Regions from separate parts of the Oryzias latipes genome. Here region 2 is linked to region 1. A link is a contact called in public Hi-C data. All regions are on one chromosome and are shown on one strand. Each heading gives the region's core, a stretch centred on a gene start, on an enhancer-like site or on the middle of the called end of the contact. The rest is flanking DNA. Distances are from core to core; before and after follow the strand shown. Region 1 holds the start of LOC101160640 (neuroplastin). Region 2 holds the start of LOC101170260 (trans-1,2-dihydrobenzene-1,2-diol dehydrogenase).

What was found. Hi-C and Micro-C count contacts between places; a contact is called where the count stands out from the background.
Region 2: a Hi-C map of embryo shows a contact between it and region 1, with 6 times the contacts expected there. The contact joins the promoter of LOC101170260 here to the promoter of LOC101160640 in region 1. A contact is called at or near these places in 4 of 5 Hi-C or Micro-C datasets (embryo and fibroblasts).

What each region holds. Positions count from the first base shown.
Region 1 is chr3:28,365,826-28,371,895 of ASM223467v1, forward strand. LOC101160640 (neuroplastin) reads left to right here and starts at 3,308. Exons shown (of 9, transcript XM_020700179.2): 1 at 3,308-3,927. The coding sequence starts at 3,852. It overlaps LOC105357793 (calcium homeostasis modulator protein 6), which reads right to left and starts at 3,121. Exons shown (of 2, transcript XM_011493129.3): 1 at 1,757-3,121; 2 at 687-1,680. The coding sequence starts at 2,221. The coding sequence ends at 1,528.
Region 2 is chr3:28,525,588-28,531,657 of ASM223467v1, forward strand. LOC101170260 (trans-1,2-dihydrobenzene-1,2-diol dehydrogenase) reads left to right here and starts at 3,899. Exons shown (of 7, transcript XM_004067299.3): 1 at 3,899-4,030. The coding sequence starts at 3,941.

The DNA.
Region 1 (6,070 bases), core at 2,058-4,557:
AAAACGGATCCACAACGTCCTCAGCCAAGAATTCAACCGGCGTCACTCAGAATACCTGGGTGCTGAAAAGTGCAGGTGAATTTTTCCAGATTCCTTGTGTTTCTTGCAAGACAATCTAGTGTCAATTAAATTTGTGTACAAACAAATAAATTAACGAGAATGAATATCAAATCCATTCACCTTTTAGTGTCCTGAAAGTTCAGCCCACTGTTCTTTTTCCACATCAAAATAATACTAACAGAACATTATTAGAACATTCTACCACACTGTCTGTTCACATGTCTTTGAAGAATTCCAACTTTCCACACTGGAATGATGGACAGGTTTTACTGCCATTACATGGTAAAATAAAACTACTGTGCCTCCTTCCAAATAATAGTTTCCAATATTGATTAAAATCAATTCATTTCATTTTGTAACAATTTTTTATAGGTCGATTTGACCTACTTGCCTCAGACAGATGGATCTGGTTGGATTATAGGAATATAAATCAATTCACCCATTCAGTCGATACATTGTTACACCCTAAAATCAAGGAGTTAAAAGGGCATACATAACCTATATAACATCTGAGAGGAATGTGGATAAGTGTGATGAAGATGAGATCCTTATAGTAACATCAAAACCAAACCCTAAGAAGAACCATAAAAGAATAGAATAGAATAATAGACAATTGTCAGAGTTTTGCTCAAATAAATAATTTGTTTTATTAGAAAACAATGATTAAAAAATGATTAGTTTAAAAACAATCAGGTTTAAACCTACAGTAGTATATACTTTTTAAAGTTGTTTTCAGATATGAAACATGTCATGTTCTCAGTCCTGCACACATACATCAGATCACTGCTTTAGTTAAAGTACCAGCAGAAAAGGTGAGACACTGCACCATGCAGAAGCTTCATTCTGTGTGCATTTTTCTTTTTTTTTCGGTGAAAACACATCAAACAAAACGCTTTCATCTCAACCATAAACAATATTACTTAACTAATAATAAAGCAATAATAGTAAAATTCATATAGATTTCACAAAAGCACAAATCAAATTAAAACATAAAACAAATTTAAAGTAAAGAAAAATATTCCAAAAAGGAGTCACAGTTTGAAATGTAAATGTGGATGTAAGGTAATAATAAGCTATACCCTCCTTTAAGACTAGCACAATATAAACAGGATTATACACTATTTTCTCGTTTAAAAAAAAAAAAAAAAAAGAACGTTTTAATTTGAAGAGTTCCCCCCATTTTTAACACTGTTTAACAACAAGTGGCTGTAAGCATAATGATATGTAAAACCACACCTTTATACATATAAGTCACAGGATAACCACCAGACATCTGCAGGGTCTGGAGACCAAACAGACAGGTAACCTGCTCAAATTCTCAAGAATAAAAACAACACTTTGCATGGCATTATATGAAAAGAAACACACACACACACACACACACACACATGCAAAATCCAGTCCATTTGTGGTAGCTAGAAGGCTCCAGGGACAGAAGGGCAGGTGTAGTGGGTGGCGTCAGTCCTCTCATGATGTTCTGTTCTGTAGAGAGCTCATTCTGATCCCAGTGAGGTTGGCTACTTCTGCATCCTGCATCTCCACCTGTTGCTGGCAGCTCTCTCTGATGAGGTACACTAGAAGACCCACGCAGATGCAAATGAGGAGGACTATGCCTATAACCTGGATGCAAAGACAGCGGAGGTTTAATGTTTGAACAAAGGACGATCACGACATCACCACAACAGGAGCAACTCACCTGAGAAAAGACAAACAGCTGCTGGGAGCGGACCATGAGCTCCTGAGCGGTGACATCCCCCTCTTTAACTGGCTCGCACCACTTCTGTGGAGCTGCCTTGTCAACAAGCACATATCTGCCCTCCCAGTCTGTCATAGCACACGCAAAGTATTGACCGTCCAGGAACAGCAGGATGAGCCACACGACTGCCGGAACAAAGCTGGAGAGGGAAATGGTCTTTCTGCACCAGACAGCACACCTGCATCCCTGAATGATCAGCATCAAGGTGAAGGCCATGACGGCAGGAATGATGAAGAATGCGGATGAAAAAGCTCCGTTCCACGCAGGTCTGCAAGGACACTCAAACTCCAGCTCCACCAGCTTCTCTAGTCCCATGAGGATGAAGCCAAAAGCCACATTTGACACCAGAGGACTGTTGCTAAGTTCATTTTTCAGCCTGGCAAGCCATTGTTGTCTACTTTCCATACTAGATTGACCAAAGAATGGAGGCAAACACTGTAAAAAACCCAAATGGGGGTCCAGCGTTGTGAACACATTGGCAACAGCTAAGTGATGCGTACTTAACGCATCCAGGGGTAAGTTTTCCCCTCAGGCAAAATGCCACACTTCAACTCTGATTGGGTTCGAACAAAGGAGGGTGTGCCGACTGTGCTGACATTTCTCCAGCTGATTGGCTTGTGTGAGGTTTCAGGTGGGGGTTACATTTCAAATGTGATGTGCTGTGAACAAACTGGAGGGCGGGCTGTAAAGTGGAGGGAACTTTACTCTGCAGCTGAGCAAAGGCGGACACTAACAGCCCAAAGAAAGATTTCATGCGTTTTTATATTCTCCAGAGCTGCAACTTTCTTGTTATTTTAAGGAATTAGACTTTTAAGAGAAACATAAGCTTCTAATTTTTTCAAAAACAATTTTTTATTTAAAAAAGTATTTTGGAAACTGTGTTTTAAACATGAAACAGAAGTCTTCTGTACCTTTTCGTATATTTCTTCAAAGTAAGACTTTGGCAAAAGTGAAAAATGACACATGCTCGGGCTTTACCCAAATGGGCCGCATGAGGGCGCACACGGAGCAGCGCAGATTAAGGGCAGGAGGGGATTATGGGAGGCCATGTTGAACTTTCAAGGGGGGATGTGGCACATGCAGTCTGAGAGCACCCGGGCCACTGATGAGATGACATAATTTATAAATGACCTTAGTGCGCTCAAGAGCATCCGCATCCTGGCAGAGAAAGATGGTAAATTATAAGGAAAGCAAGAAACAGATTAAAAAAATGATGCAGCCTGTAATAATAGGGACAGAACAGGTAGTTTATCGTTGTTTTTCTGTTTTAAAATTACACCACTCCTATTGTGAATTTTTGAAAAGCTGTATAGTTTCATACAGTTTTAATTTTCCATAAATCTGACAGACTAAGGCTGCTCCAAGTGGTAAACTGATACATTTTTAAAATTACAATACCAATTGATGTAATTTCTTGCTAAAATACACACAGACACATATCAAGGGTCGGACGGAGGCTTTATTCTGGTGAGCTGTTGTGCTCATCCTCATCCTCGGCCATGCGCGCACTGGGCAGGCGCGGCTTGTCGTCGCTCCCGTTGGTGTCCTACCAGCATCTGTTCCTCCTTTGGTATTAAAAATAGACCGCTGCTGATAACAGACTTATGTTTCGGCTACATCACTTGCCGGCGGGAGTCATTTGTGCACTACTTTCATTTTAATCACCGAACCGTGACCGTGGGAGCGTAAATGCGCATCCGTGCGCGCATCTCGGAATCTTTTCAATCCCACCGTGGACAATCCCCTTGACATCCAAAGACCCTTCCTCCGCAATCCGACGAGGCTTCTTCGCCACCTATGGCCGCAAATCGGCTTCCATGAGCCGCCGGCCTCCTCCCGAACTGCTTTCCTTTAAGGTTTTAAAATCGAGGAGGCATTTCTACTGGATTTTTTTGTATTTTCTAAACCATCTGCGCGGACTCATTTGAAAGCTATGCTTGGCACATCTCTCTAGATCTTGTGATCAATAGCCTCCGCGGTATCTCCTCCCACATTCGTCCTGCCGAGGAGCTGCGTCTCCCGCGGAGCTCCAGCGATGCAGCCGAACGCAGTGATGCTGGCGGTGGTCCTTCTGGGGAACTTGATGCTGCCTTTCGCCTCGTCCCAGAACGGTAAGGACGCAGATCTGGCGCAATTGTTACTGTTGCTGAAAGTGGCTTGTAGGAGGAGTAAAAGATTGACAAGGCTTTTTTTTAGGGGAATTTTTGCATCTCAACAGAGATAACCCAAGAGTTAGTATCCCTTTATCACTGAAAAGGGTTGGGTTCATGCTTGAAGAATGATCTGGCAGGTGGACAACAGCCAGGCGTTCTTCTTGGGACAAATCTGGACTTTGTGGGTTTTGTAGTAATACGTGCACATTTTCCCAAAATGAAATAGAAGTATGCCATTATTTTCAGTCAAAATAAAACAAAAAATACCTCTGTTTACTTAGAAAGTCGCTCATTCTTCCATATTTTTTGCAAATTAGGCCATTTGTTACCAAAACAAATCAAGGCTGCACATATGCTGGATGTTAAAGATGTGTGCATTTCCAAAGTTCACCATCAGTTGATCATAATAAAAGTGGATAATTTCAGTTTAAGGAAATGTCAGGGCTGGCTGCTGGCTGTCCTCTGATACAGCATGTCCCGACATGAAATTAGTTTAACCAGCCAGGTCAACAGCCTTTCTAATTTTATGCCTTTTCTGAGAGAATTTCTTGCATTTCGAATTCAAAGTTTTTCTTTACCGTTTTTGACAATGCAATTACTGACTTTTTGTAAAGGAGCTGCCCACACGTCAAAACCCACATGTTAACTAAACAGTGTCACTGAGTTAGTCTAATCCTCTTTCACAGGAAAAAAAAAATTAGGAAAAAAAACTTGGAATCTGACAGCTTAATGCCCACTCTGTCCTTTCTGTGTGGGATAAATGGACTCCCACTATGAACGACTTAATGAGATCTGTGTTTTCATGATAGGTTGAGAAAAATTCAAGTGTAGTGCCTCGTGCGGATTTACGTTTCCAGCTGATATAAATGCCTCCTGCCGATTACAGCACTTTTTTGGTCAAACAAAGTATTCTAACATTGCAGAGACAATCACGATGAAACAATCACTTTCCATTAAATCAGAAAGAAATGCTCCATCTCCAGCTGGTGGAGAGACAAACAAACTAACACTTCACAGCAGTTATATAAACAAGTACTTCTTGTAGCTGTTTGCATCTTTGTTGGTAATTTCTCTATAGTGTGCTTTCACATACTGTTTCTTTGCTGTTTTGAAAAATTTAATGTCAAATTGGCTCTGCATTGGTTATAAAGCTCAAGCAAACACTTCTAGTGGTCCTTGGCCAGGATTAATGTCCTGTCCCTGAGGGCCAGTTCTCACAACAGACACACACACATACTCATAAGCCCATTGTGTGGTCACTGAGAAGCAGTCTGGTGCTACCCAGTCACACAATCTGCAACCATTTCATCAACCATTGTCAGTCTGCTAATGTACGCTTCATTAATTGCAGCTCTGAAACGAGGGGTAACAGTGTTTAGGGCTGAGCTTTCTTCCAATCGCATCCAAAAGCCAGAATAACTGCTGCATCCCATCTTATGCAATGCTCGATTTCCCAGAGATATGGCGGGGATGTGGGGACAAAAATAATTATAAGTGCATGAGATTTAATCACTGTCTCCGAAGCCGAGGGAATCTGTGTCATCCCTTCCTCTTGTTCCGGAAAAGTAGGGACACCATAGGTGGCCAGTTGAGCAAGAGATATTTGGAGGACTGTGAATTGCATCCGTTCCATTCTGCAGGGTTTCTATTTTTACCACAGAGATGGAGAAGTGAGAACTGTGGCTTTAAGGTCCTTTTGTGAAAGTGAATCCATTAACTCTTAATAGCCGGCCTCCTTGTGCACAGCTGTGCAGCCCCCCAAGAATCACTGGGTGGTTGTAAACTGTTCAAATTGAGACATAATGTGATGTTAAAAGAAAATAAAGCTTGTTGAGGAGATGGTCAGAGCTGACCTGGACCATTACCTTTGGGACTCACATTACTTCCTCCTGTTAAGCATGTTGCCTTCTGTTTGTTTTTTTTGTCCCTCTCTGCATATATAAGCATGCGTTAAAAAAGTAAATGTGCGATTTTTTATCGCCACAAGCCCCATATCCAGCTATATTTTTATCAAACATGTTTACAGCAAGGTCAACATGAATATATTTGGAGTAAGGCCGATACTCGATTTGACTGCTGTCACAAACAAAACAAACTAAAA
Region 2 (6,070 bases), core at 2,649-5,148, 160 kb after region 1:
GGGGTCGGGGGTCCGTCCAGGCCACGGAGTAGCTGCTTGGCTCAGGTATTCAGCTCAAACGTCATGCAGCAGATGTTTGACGCAGGTAATTAGTATCATTAACCACGCAATGAATAATCACAGCTCTTACATTACATTATAAAATCTAAGGTTATGTAACATTATATCATTTTGAATTTTGCTCTTTGTACAGTCTAAAAAGTGACAGATGTGTTTGTGGCATTTTGTTTTCCCCTGATGAACGCGTCGATCAATCTGTCAATTATTGTGTTTCTGAAAATCACCTTACAGGATTGTTCTTCACACAGAAAAGTATAGACATGAAAGTGTTAGACTAATCCAAATGCACCCCTGAGTATACGGAAAAAAGGGTTTGCAATAACAGATTTGGGACATTCATAAAATTACTAAAATTTAAAGGTGATTTTAGTATTTATTACTGTTAACCTTTTTTTATGTTTGATGCCAAATTTTTGAGATAACATGAACCATCAGTGGTTTCAGTAATAATTTTTCCCAAAAGAAGGAATAATCCAAAACATTACCACGGCGCTGTCATCAGCAAACAACAAACTATTCGATAGTTGCAAAGATTTAAAACCTTTTTGTTAGACACTCAAGATATTTTACCAGAATTATTCAACTCGCTCTACAGCTTTCCAAGCTTTTCTCAAAATCGCCACAGTCAAGATTTTTTGTCTCATTAAAAGCTAGAATCTAGAAATAAGGAAATTATCAATAATTGTCAATAAAAATGTAGCTCCATACTCTTGACAATTGAAAAACGTGATTTAAGACTAAAGAAAAATTCAATTGAACAATAACTTTTGGTTCAGTTCTAAGGATTTTAAATTTTAAAGTTTAGTAAATGTTGACATGTACTGGAATTTTAGAACATTATTTTGTATGCAAAAACTGAGATTTATATTCTCAGAATAAATGCAGTTTTAGATTTTATGAGGACTCATTAAGATGGGCCAACTTGTACTAAGATCGTATTCTCATTTTGTTCTAAAATGTGTCATTTTCCCTTTATTACACTAGTTTTTGTCACTGTAATCAAAATGAATTACATACAAATTCTAAAAATACAAACATTTTGCTTAGAACTAGCAAAAATACCTGACAGTCCATTTGAAGTAATTCTATCTAAAAGTTAGCGTTTTAGCTCATTCTTTCCCTTTTTTAATGCTTGCGTAAAACTCCTTGTTTCTAGATTTTTCATTTCTTACTAGAAATTACTGAAAAATTACCTGCTGCAGAGAATTTTACTTCTTTCACGTGTTTTTTTTTTAATGATTGGTGTTCTTTTCCTATTTAGGCTACCTTTCTCTAGTGCAGCATCACAGTTTAGGTGCTGCACAGAAATCTCTTTTTACTGATTCCTATTCAGATTTTGTCGAAAATTCGCCACCTTTTTCTCTTATCATTGAACCCATGTTCTTCTCTACCACTGGTGGTAAATGACAAGCAAAGCAAGTCTCCCCCCTGAAGCAGTGTTGGGCTTCTCTGTGAACCTGAGGAAGTGATGCAGTGTTTACTTAAAGGTCAGTCCAGACAAAAGGAAAATTGCATATTTGTCTTTACGCAAATTAAAAAGCTTAAACTGCCAGGGTTCAAAAAAGGACTCAGATTAAAAGGAACCTGAATTAGAGCTGCTATCAGTCCTTGGAATATCCTTGATCTTGTAGCTTTACAAGGTTGTTGTCCTTTTTCCCTTTATTTGAATAATCCTTTCATCCCTGCTTCACCTATAGGCTTCATTGAGAAAATGAACACAGTGGTTGAACACGGAAATCTCCTCCTTTTTTCTGACTCCTCTGCATCTGGAGGACTGAAGGAGACCCCACAGCTGCCTTGGCTGGACAGAAATCATGGATAAAATCAAAAAGCAGGTGGGAGCTGTCTTGAGCAGAACAGTCGGTGACAATCCCGAAAAGCAGGAAATGTTCCCTTGACCTACAATAAACCTACTCAGGTGGAACGGAGGGAGCTGCCTGAGGGAGATCAGAGGATCACGCAGTGTGCGCTGGGACGAAGAAGTCTGACAAACTGTCATTTCAACAAAGATTACTTGGGATTGTGAATAGTTTTTATTTAATTAATTAAGTAGATTTCACACAAATAGTTTTTGATTTTTTAATTGTATTATGTGAGTCCAGTTAAAGTTTACTAGGTGTTTACTAAATCATGCATTATTCAGAATGACAAGCAATTAAACAATTGTATGAAATCTGATCGGTCAAAATGTAAACTGATCAGCTTTGGTTGTGTTTTATATTAGTGTTGCAGACATGTTGGGTTCAGTAAAGGTTGGACTGCGAAAGCCAAGCTTTATTTTAAACGGTTAGGAGAGAAGAAAAGAGTCTGAGTGGTATGTTGGGTCTGTCTGACCATTACAGCAGGGGACAAAAACATTCAAAAAACAAGCTGCAGTGTCCAGCCAGGATTAAGCAAAAAAAAAACCCCAGGTAAGTCAGTATTTGTTGTCACTATTTGAACTCATGCAATATCTAAAATAGAGCAGGTTGCCGCCAATTATTGAGGAAATATTTCATCCATCATTTTTGCTTTTCTTCTCTTGGTTTATGCTTATTTCTGCTGTCTCTGTGGCAAAAACAAAAAGAAAAGTTCGGAAGATGACACTAATTAATATCTCCGCAAAAAGAAAATACTTGTGTTTAAAAGGTGATTAGTTTTGTTTTATAGTTCCTGCTTTAAAACAAAGACAGATGACATTTAAAATAGTTAGACGTTCATAAGCCAAAGAAAATTGTCAGGACAGTGCTTTTAGGAGGCTAAAGATCCAAAGAACTTCCATAGTGTGATACAGAGAACACAACATGATCACAAGGCAAGTGCTGGATGGAAAACCAGGGAAAAAACCTAAAGAAATAAAAAGAAGTAGAAACATCTGTACTCAATTTTAAACCCATTAATTGGAGGATGACCTTGTAGGATCTTGATGTGCCTACCTTATGTAAGCTCGCAGCTAAAAGCAAAGATCCACTCCAACCTTCTTTTGATCTATTTTCAAAGTATTCCCTGTAGTTTTGTAGGGAAATAATGTGGTTTATTTAAGCAAAAGAAATTGTGTTTCTTTCTAAGACATAGTTTCTGCAGAGCGGCAGTAGTTCATTAGAAAATTGCCTCTGAACTATAGTCAGAACTGTTGCCGTGTTGTAACCCCGCCCCTGCTTCTTTAAAATCCTTCAATTTCTTTTTACACTCTCTCCTGCGAGATACAGATCCTCACAACCCCAGCCTGACATTACCGGCTCAACAAAAATGACGAGCAATGATGCAGCCATCCAGCTGTACAGTTTTGAGCCAGATGCCAGCTTGGATAAGCAAAATGAATACGTGCATGGATCTGGTCATCTACAAGTAGATGCATCTGCATGTAGCAGAGCAGGGAGATTGCGGCTCGCTAGCAAGTTTTTATCTGCTTCTGATTTACAAACGATTTGAAAAAAGAAATACTCAGAAATGCAATTTTGAGCTTTTTTAAAAATATGTCCTCTATCGAGAGAAAATACGAAAAGGACATGTTAAAAACACCAAAATACACAATTTATGTTGGACTGGATCTTTGAAAACCCTTGCTTTTGGATAGTACTAAGTTGTTTAATTGTTTATTTTTTCATTGTATTTTTATCATTTTTAGTTTTTATTTTATTATTCTTATTTTGTAATGACATGTTTCACGGCTTTCCTAATTTATTTTTGACGTATACCATTTATTCATTCATTTATCTGTTTATCACTGACTTTGGTGTCCAGATTTTTCCTGATTCTTTTCTTACTCGTCACAAACGGCCTCCCTGCTGAACAAACACTGGCAAAAGGAAATACTCTGCCGCCCCCTTGTGGTGGAGAAAAGCCACTACATTGTTGATATAATTCGGTCCTGACGGGGTAAAGTCCAGCTCAATCCGACATGGCAACCAGGTGGGGGATCTGCAGCGCGGGGAAGATCAGCCAGGACTTCGCTGTGGCTCTGAAAACTCTTCCTTCTGCAGACCATCAGGTTTGCGTTCACATCTTATACAGTTTAGCACTTAAAAAGCAGAGTTCTCTTTCTTGTTCTATGGCATAATTCGAAAACACTCATTCACTACTTTTCTCTATCTGAACTTGGCAAGGGCTAATGCTTATTATTTATTTATTTCGCTAATGCTTTTGCCTTTAGGGGTAAAGCACGTCCATTAATTTAAGTATAGAGAAAGAAGAACCAAACATTTTGGGAAGTGCACAGTGGGGCGGACCCCACGCTGGACGGTCAAGTCGAGACACCTTTACCGTAAAACATGGACTACGTGGGGACATGGTTTTTGTAGTTTTTCTGTGGAGTCACTTAATGTCATTCATCGGAGTCATCCCCACTCTTACTGACTGTAAATCTTTAAAATCCGTGTTTTATTTCTTCAAAGTGCAACAGAAACTTGAGCTGATTTTCAATTAATTCGTTGTCAACTCCAGATTGGAAAAGTCTTCCTTAAACTTCAGAGTTCAACTCCTGACAGACACCCTCTGTTTGCAAAACAAAACAAAAAAAGTTACAAAATATAGAGTGCAAGATTTTCTTTTCCACTTGTTATAAGTGAAGTAGAATTAGTAGACTTTGTCTTAGTAAGATTTCTTAAAATAACTTCTGAAGTCTTTATCTTTTAAGATAAAATAAAATCTTGAAATTAGTTATAAACACTCAAATGTAGAAATATTGCTCTGATAATTGGAAATATGCTTTTTTTTTTTTTTTTTTTTTTTAAAAACTTTTACCAAAAATAATGTCCTGACACTGCATGTCAGGCACTCCAACAGTCCAACAATCTCTATTTCTGGACCAATTTAGTTAAGGTCTGGAAATACACATATTAAGATAAAGTTGTCACAATTGTATGTAAGTTGTGAGTCTAAAATACTTGTTTTATTAGAGATGTGACTTAAAATAAGATGTTTTCAAGATTAAATGATTGTAATATATCCAAGATTTATTTTCGTAAGACAAGTTTTTACATCTTAAAAAACTAAAAAAGAAAGTAACTAGTAAGTTTGTTATATCAAGTGTCAAAAACAAAACAAAACTTTGATTCTCTCTAATTTAGATACTGTTTTTCTGACCTAACTTAGAATCTGACTTTGGTTTTTGGGGGGGCATTCAAAAGGGTACATTTTTTTTATTTTTTTATTTAACCTTTATTTAACCAGGAAAGTCCCATTGAGATTAAAAACCTCTTTTGCAAGGGAGTCCTGGCCAAGAGGCAGCAAAAAGTTACAAACACAGACAACAAATAAAATTACATTCAATTATAAAAACAGTTACATTTAAAGGAGTTGACCTCAAGTGCTCTCAGTCTGGTTTTAAAATCATTTAAAAAGATAAGTTCAGGGAGCTTCCAGTTTTTTTGCAGTGTGTTCCATGACGTGGGAGCAGCGTGAGAAAAAGATCTTTTTCCCAGTTCTGTGCGGACAAATGGAACACTGAGCAAGTGTTGATCATTTGAACGCAATGAATACGAATCAACATTTCTCCTCTGTAGTAAATCTCCAATGTAGGAGGGAAGCAGTCCAAGCATGGCCTTGTAAATAAAAATGTACCAGTGTCCTTGCCTTCTTGTGGACAGAGATGACCACCCCACATGAGAGTACAGTTCACAGTGATGTGTTAATGCTCTACAATTGGTGATAAACCTCAGAGCAGCATGATACACAGAGTCTAATCTGTAAAGACAATGAGTTGAAGCATTCATGTACAAAAGGTCCCCGTAGTCTAAAACAGATAGAAATGTTGCTGTCACAAGCCTTTTTTTTACTTTGAAAGAGAAGCAAAGCTTATTTCTAAAAAGAAAACCCAATTTCAGTTTTAGTTTCTTCACAACATTTTCAATGTGGGGCTTGAATGTCAAGGAGTCATCAAGTAAGACCCCAAGGTATTTGTACTCATGTACTTGCTCTATAGCATCTCTGTGAAGAGTGAGAATCTTAGGGAGATCTTCTGGCACCTTTTTGGTATTAGAAAAGAACATAAATTTGGACTTTTCAGCATTTAGGACAAGTTTCAATTGCA